Linked DNA regions of Arachis hypogaea: region 1 is linked to region 2. A link is a contact called in public Hi-C data. All regions are on one chromosome and are shown on one strand. Each heading gives the region's core, a stretch centred on a gene start, on an enhancer-like site or on the middle of the called end of the contact. The rest is flanking DNA. Distances are from core to core; before and after follow the strand shown.

The links. A called contact is a pair of places that touch in the nucleus more often than the background predicts.
Region 1: a Hi-C map of leaf shows a contact between it and region 2, with 2.7 times the contacts expected there. The contact joins the promoter of LOC112800907 here to the promoter of LOC112800904 in region 2. A contact is called at or near these places in 2 of 8 Hi-C or Micro-C datasets (both in leaf).

The regions. Positions count from the first base shown.
Region 1 is chr5:16,439,671-16,443,008 of arahy.Tifrunner.gnm2.J5K5, reverse strand. LOC112800907 reads left to right here and starts at 1,490. Exons shown (of 6, transcript XM_025843360.3): 1 at 1,490-1,965; 2 at 2,369-2,806; 3 at 3,124-3,205. The coding sequence starts at 2,404.
Region 2 is chr5:16,019,107-16,022,072 of arahy.Tifrunner.gnm2.J5K5, reverse strand. LOC112800904 (homeobox-leucine zipper protein ATHB-13) reads right to left here and starts at 1,393. Exons shown (of 3, transcript XM_025843355.3): 1 at 146-1,393. The coding sequence starts at 272.

The DNA.
Region 1 (3,338 bases), core at 241-2,740, 420 kb before region 2:
CGTTGTTCAGAGATACTTTTTTCTTCCTGTTCTTTCTCTATCTCTTTCTGTTTCAGGTACTCTCTTCTTTCTGTAGAATTTTTTATTGGGAATAGATAATTCTTTTCTTTTTATCGTTTTACTTCAATACCATTTTAATCTTATATTATATTATTTGATTTGTAATAAAAATAATAACAAAAATAATTAATCTTGAAACTTTTGAAAGATAAATATTATTAAAAATAAAATTGATCTTTTAAAATGATAAAAAATAATTTATAAATTGTAATTGATTTTATATAATTTAAAAAAAAATCAGTTTTTTATAAAGAAAAATCAGTTTTTAGATAAAAAAAATTAATTTTTTTAAATAAAAATATATTTTTATATGCAAAAACTAATTATTTTTTCATGTAAAAATGGATTTTTTTAAAATTAATTTTTTTATTTAAAATTAATTTGGCTTATTAACTTAAACAAAATTTTTATTAATCAAACTCAAAATTATTTTTTTTGTTAATCTTAACCATATGTATTCCTACATATTAATAATAAATTTTAAAATAAAATAATTATATTTATAAATTTTATTTTAATATAAATGTTAATATATTTTTTTATTAAAATTTTTTGCCTCTTCAAATATGTTTTTCAAGTTCCGTCTGTACTCCTATGTACTCTTATTTTTTATTAAATTAATTTGTATTGATGTAGAAAATTTGGAATTACAGGTTTCAGTGTCATGTTCTGTCCTGTCTCTAAAAACAAACGCGGCCCAAGATCCATTGAATCAAGATAGATTTTAGCATCTAATATCGAAGATAAATAATTATTTCTAGATATATCAAAAGCATTAAATTCAAGATGAGAGCTTCGACATAATGAAAATTTATTATCTGAGTCTTCCTAAAAATTTGATCAGAGTTTCGTGCTGATAACATATTGTAGAATAAATAAACAAGGAAGAAAATAAATATAAAAATAAAGAAATATAAGACTTTAATATTAACGTTCACCAATACTCTTATCTTACTATAATAGAAGTAATTTCTATATTTACTAATATTATAATTCTTATAATTTAAAACTGTAGAAAGATAAGAGATAGTTTATATTATAATGTGAAGAGAGAAAGAAAATATTTGTTTTATTGTTGTGTGTATTGTTTCATACCATACCTCCTATTTAAACATGTATAGGTTCATATTTTTAACTTTTATTAAATATAAATTCTTTCTTAATAACATAAATATTCTTTTACAAGAAAAACTGTGTCACCCATGATATTAATGGACATTCACATCTACATCTTTCGTGTTGATCACAATACTTATAAAGATTTTCATGTTAAAAATATATTTTATTTATTTAATTATATTTTTAAAAAATATATTTTTATAATACATCAAAATCAAATCATATAATTGATTATCTAATAGTAAAAATAAAATATCTTCGCAAGGACAATTGTAAAATTTTTATGTAGTATCCACGTTATTCTTTTTCCAAATACCCTAATTTTATTATAACACACTTACAGAGAGGGAGAAGGGGGCACGAAAAGAAAGAAGACAGCGAGAACCAGAAGAACACAAGGGACAGGTGAAGAAGAAGAAGAAGAAGAAGAAGAAGAAGAAAGGGTAGAGGGAGGCGATGGCGGGGAGGGGTGGTGCTGTCGCTAGGTCACAGTCGTGACTGAGAGAGAGAGAAAGTTCGGTTGAGAGAAGCAGAGAAGGGGACAGAGGAGGTTGAGCTCGTCGTAAAAGAGAGAAGAAAAAGAGAAAGCGACGGCGGAAGAAGCCATCGCCTCCGCCGCCGCCGTCGAGCTAGAGAGAGAGAGAGAGAGAGAGAGAGAGAGAGAGAGAGAGAGAGAGAGAGAGAGAGAGAGAGAGAGAACGCGACGAGCAATGGGAGGAGGGGGTTGTTTCCGCGCAGCCGAGCTTCCGTCACCGTCGCTGGCTCCCTTCTCTGTCATTGTCGCGTGTTAGTTTCCTAAGCTAATTCTTATTAATGCTTTGAATAGTAATGTCAGTTAATGCGACAGGATTAGTTACCAATTTAATTTCCAGCATTTGGTGAAGAATCTTTTATGTTACATCTCTGCATAAATTATATTACATATGATGAAGACATTTTTAAAAGCATCATAATTTGGTCAGCTACACCACACACATTTTTAAAATGAAGTAAGTCTTTTGGAAAAGAAATAAATAGAAGTCAGTATGGTTTTATGTGGTTGATGTGAAGTGAAATGTGAGTTGCATATAGTGCTTGCAAGGATCCTTTGTCCCATAAACTGTGAACCTTTCATCCTTTTACTACAGAGAATTACGCTTTCATTATCGAAATATTAGCCTCTTTTACCAAATCTTTTTTCACCCTTCAGAACACAGGAAAGATCTCAAGCTTGCAACTGCAACCATGGTTGGTAACAGTGACACCGAACACAGCACAACACAGAGGTGGCGATTCACCTGGGAAGCACAATCGCCTACCCCAACACTTCGCCTATTGCTCTTCACCACCGACACCACCTTCAACCCTTCCCTCCAATGCTACAATCTCAGTGTCAAATTTACTTCCCCACACTCTGTCCTATCCGTGGAATGGTCTGACTCTGATGGCGCTGCACCCTCCAAGCTCAGCGTTCCGGTTCCAAGGGTTTTGGTTGACAGGGAGTCACCGATCTTCCGGGCACTCAGCGATCACATTGAGGTGAAACTCTGCCTCCTCCTTCCTGTGAATCACCCCATCCTTTCCTGCCTGCCCGACGACCTCCAAAATCTGTTGCCCGGTGCCTCCGGGCCTCTCAAAATGCAATCTGGTAATCTTAAAATGTTGCTTATTTGGTGCCATTTTGGGGCCTTATGTTTTTTTCTTGCAACTTCGTGTTGAGGGGTTTGTGACAATTGCATTGACTTTTGCATGGTATAATTGTTTATGTTACCTCTGTTAATCTCTGACAGTTGCTTACTTTCCTCGTTCGTTGTTTCCTTACATTGAAGAATGTGTTCTTTCTATTACGTGTTAGCTAGTTTCTTTGTGTTCATTTTGGCCAATAATTTTTGTTCTTTTGTGTTTGCATTACAGAAGATGTTGATGTTATAACAGTTTTTTTTTTTTTTTTTTTTTTTGGTTCAGATGTTGAAAGTTTATCTTCTAAAGGAGAAGTAGACTTCTATTGCAGAAGATGCTCATTCCAATTAAACAGATATCCTCTGAGGTAAGATTTTATACTTCTCATTTAAATGAAAAAAAAAAGAAAAAAAAAATTGATTATCTAGTATTTTGTTGACTTTTCATAGATAGTTTAGCCATGAAGTGCAGACATAGTTGCTTTATGGTTCAAATACAAG
Region 2 (2,966 bases), core at 144-2,643:
ACCAAAAATCAGTTGTAAATATATACTGAAAATAAATTAAATAATATATATATTTATGCACAAATATATAGATACTGATTTTCATTGGAGCAGCAACTGCAACTGCAATTCAAAACATTGGAATATATATGAATTCTTATTATACCATGATAATCATGGGGTGAGCATGTTGGTAGGATTGAATTGAGGGAAGGTGGATGATGTTGTTGGTGGTGGTGATCATCATGGTGGTGAGGGGTTTGTAGCATGAAATTTGCTGGTAAGAAAGCCATATCTCCTTTGAATGATGATGATGTTGATGTTGCAATCGCCACTTTGGATGAATATTATATATAAGACGAAGAATAAGAACAAGATTGCATATATATGCTCAATTTTGAACCAAGCTATTGTTAAAGAAGCAACGAAAATCAAAGGACTAAAGTTTACTGCAAAAATTCTTTGAATTGGAGCTGAATGATGATAGCTTATAGATGTATGTATGTGTGTGTGAGAGAGAGAAAGAGAGAGAAGAAGAAGAAGAAGGAGGTGGAAAGTGTTTGAATCTATAGTTTCTACACATCAACTTCCATATATATCACTCTTTTTTTTTCCTTAATATATATGAGATATTAATAAGTGTAAAATAAATATAGAAATAAATAAAATTCACCTGAATTATTATTCATGTACATAAAAAGCATAACCAATTAGTCAAGGATTTGTTGGAAAATAAGATGAAAGTTATTAGAAAGAATAAAGGAGAGTATGGAAAAAAAATAAAAAAGGGAATTGTGATTAGAAAGTAAGAGAAGGAAAAGCTTTGCTTGCTTCTGTGCCTCAACTTGTCCAATATTCCAATGAAGTGCTTGCATGTGTAATCTCATGACTAGTAATAATTATTATAATTATTTTCCTAATGATAAACTAGTTTCTCACTTGGGAGACAAGTAGAGAGTGCTTTTTTTCTTCTTTCTATTTTCTTTGCAAAAGACAGTTGTCTTTATAAATTATAATGAGTGATGTATTATTGGAACTTCAGCAAGTCACTTTTGATTCCTTTGTTAAGGGCCAGCGGGGGAAAAAAATACGAAGATTCAAAGATTTTTAGATATGTTTATGGGCTTTTTTTTAATTATTATTTTAATTTTTAATAATATAATGTGAAGTGGGTGACTTTGGAGGTAATGATTCTTGATGATGATTTGTTAATAAAAAGTGTAAGCAAGAGTGATTTTTGATGGGGCAAAGTTCTTGGTGAGAAGAGAAAGTTAGGCATAATAGGGGATCCTTTTTAGGGAAAAAAATTAACATGTTGAGGGTGATATTTGTATTTCTATGTTGTGTTCATTTTTGTGAAGGGTGCATGAGATTACTTAACAAAAGGGAGAAATGAGTTGGCTATAACTTGTAGTCCAACTTGAACAATTGTGTTTTTTCTTGGGGAAAGGAGAGAGAAAAGAGGGGAAAATATGTGTATTGTCAATTTGTCATAGAGTATCAACTTAAAAAAATGAATATATATTTTAATTAGTTTATTTAATGTAAAGAATTTTGTTAACTGCTCCCTCCCTCAAATATTTTTTCAATTATAATTTAAGTAAATAATTACAAATATTTTAATTTTTAATAAATTATATTAATTATAAAAGTTTGTTAGAATTTTTATACTTATTTTATATATGTTTTCAATATTTTCTTTATTTAATTGAGTCATCACTAATCTAACTTTTTAACTCTTACTTTATACTTTTACACTGTAAATTTCTCTCACTCTCTCTTTTCAATTTAAGAAATATACATTTTAATTGGTCTCTAAAAAATTTCAAATCGAATATTTTTGTTTTAATAAATTTTTATTCTCTAAAAATTTTCGTAACTTATTTTCTTCAAATAAGTTAATATTTCAGTCACTTTTAATTAAATTTTTAACTTATTGTTAGACAAATAAATTTTTTACAAGACAATTAAATCTTTAAAATATATTATTTATAACAAATTATTCTCCTTTGAAATAACATAGAAATCAATTTGTAAGATAAAATTAATTTTAAAAGACTTTACAAGAATAAATTTGTGAAGATCTAAAAACTTTTTAAGTATCAATTTGAGTATTTATTTGAAGATCTAAATATATATATTTATATAATGTATAATTTAATTTATTTTTAATGTGTACTTCATATTTTAATAAATATTTTATTTTGATAATTAATTTTAGAAAATAATTTTGATGTCCAGCTATAATGGTTGTTTTTTAAAATCAATATCTTTAGATATAGTGATATACTCTTAAAGGAAAACTCGATAAGATGAATTCCCGTAATGATAGAAGAAATTACGAGAAGAGAGAGAAAAGAAGAAGAAGGGCAGGAATCTAGGGGATGGGTCCAATGGAAGAGGGGCAGGGTTTGCCACCTAAACCACCAACATGTATCATGTCAATTACTATTACTATCAACCTCTTTCCCATTATCCCCTTTTTTTTGCATCATCATCTCTCAACCTCCATTGTTTCTGTGAGCCTGAAAACAATCAAAACTCATGACCCCTCTTCTCTTTAATTTTATTATTTTCTATTCTATTCTATTCTATACTATTATTACCCCACCAGAGAGCTGGTGTTGTTTGTCTTCATGCCACATTAGCCACTATATCCATATGTAATATGCTTATGCTTCCTTCCAAAATAGCCTCTGCCACACTACATGTTCATCCTCTATTCTATACACCTTATAAATATGCCATAAATATTCCCTTTACCTCCTCCTTTCCTCAACTTTCAACCCAACAGAATTAGATAGCCACTGCTTTTTCTCAATTAGTTCCCTTAGAAAAATAAATTAGTCTTACACTGGTGAAAAATAAATTAAACTGCAAGGTGTATATATATATAACGAGAGATTCATAAATTTAATATTTTAAATTTTTTGGTCAAGATATATAAGGTCTGATTTAATAATTTATTAGTGGTTTTTATTTTTTAA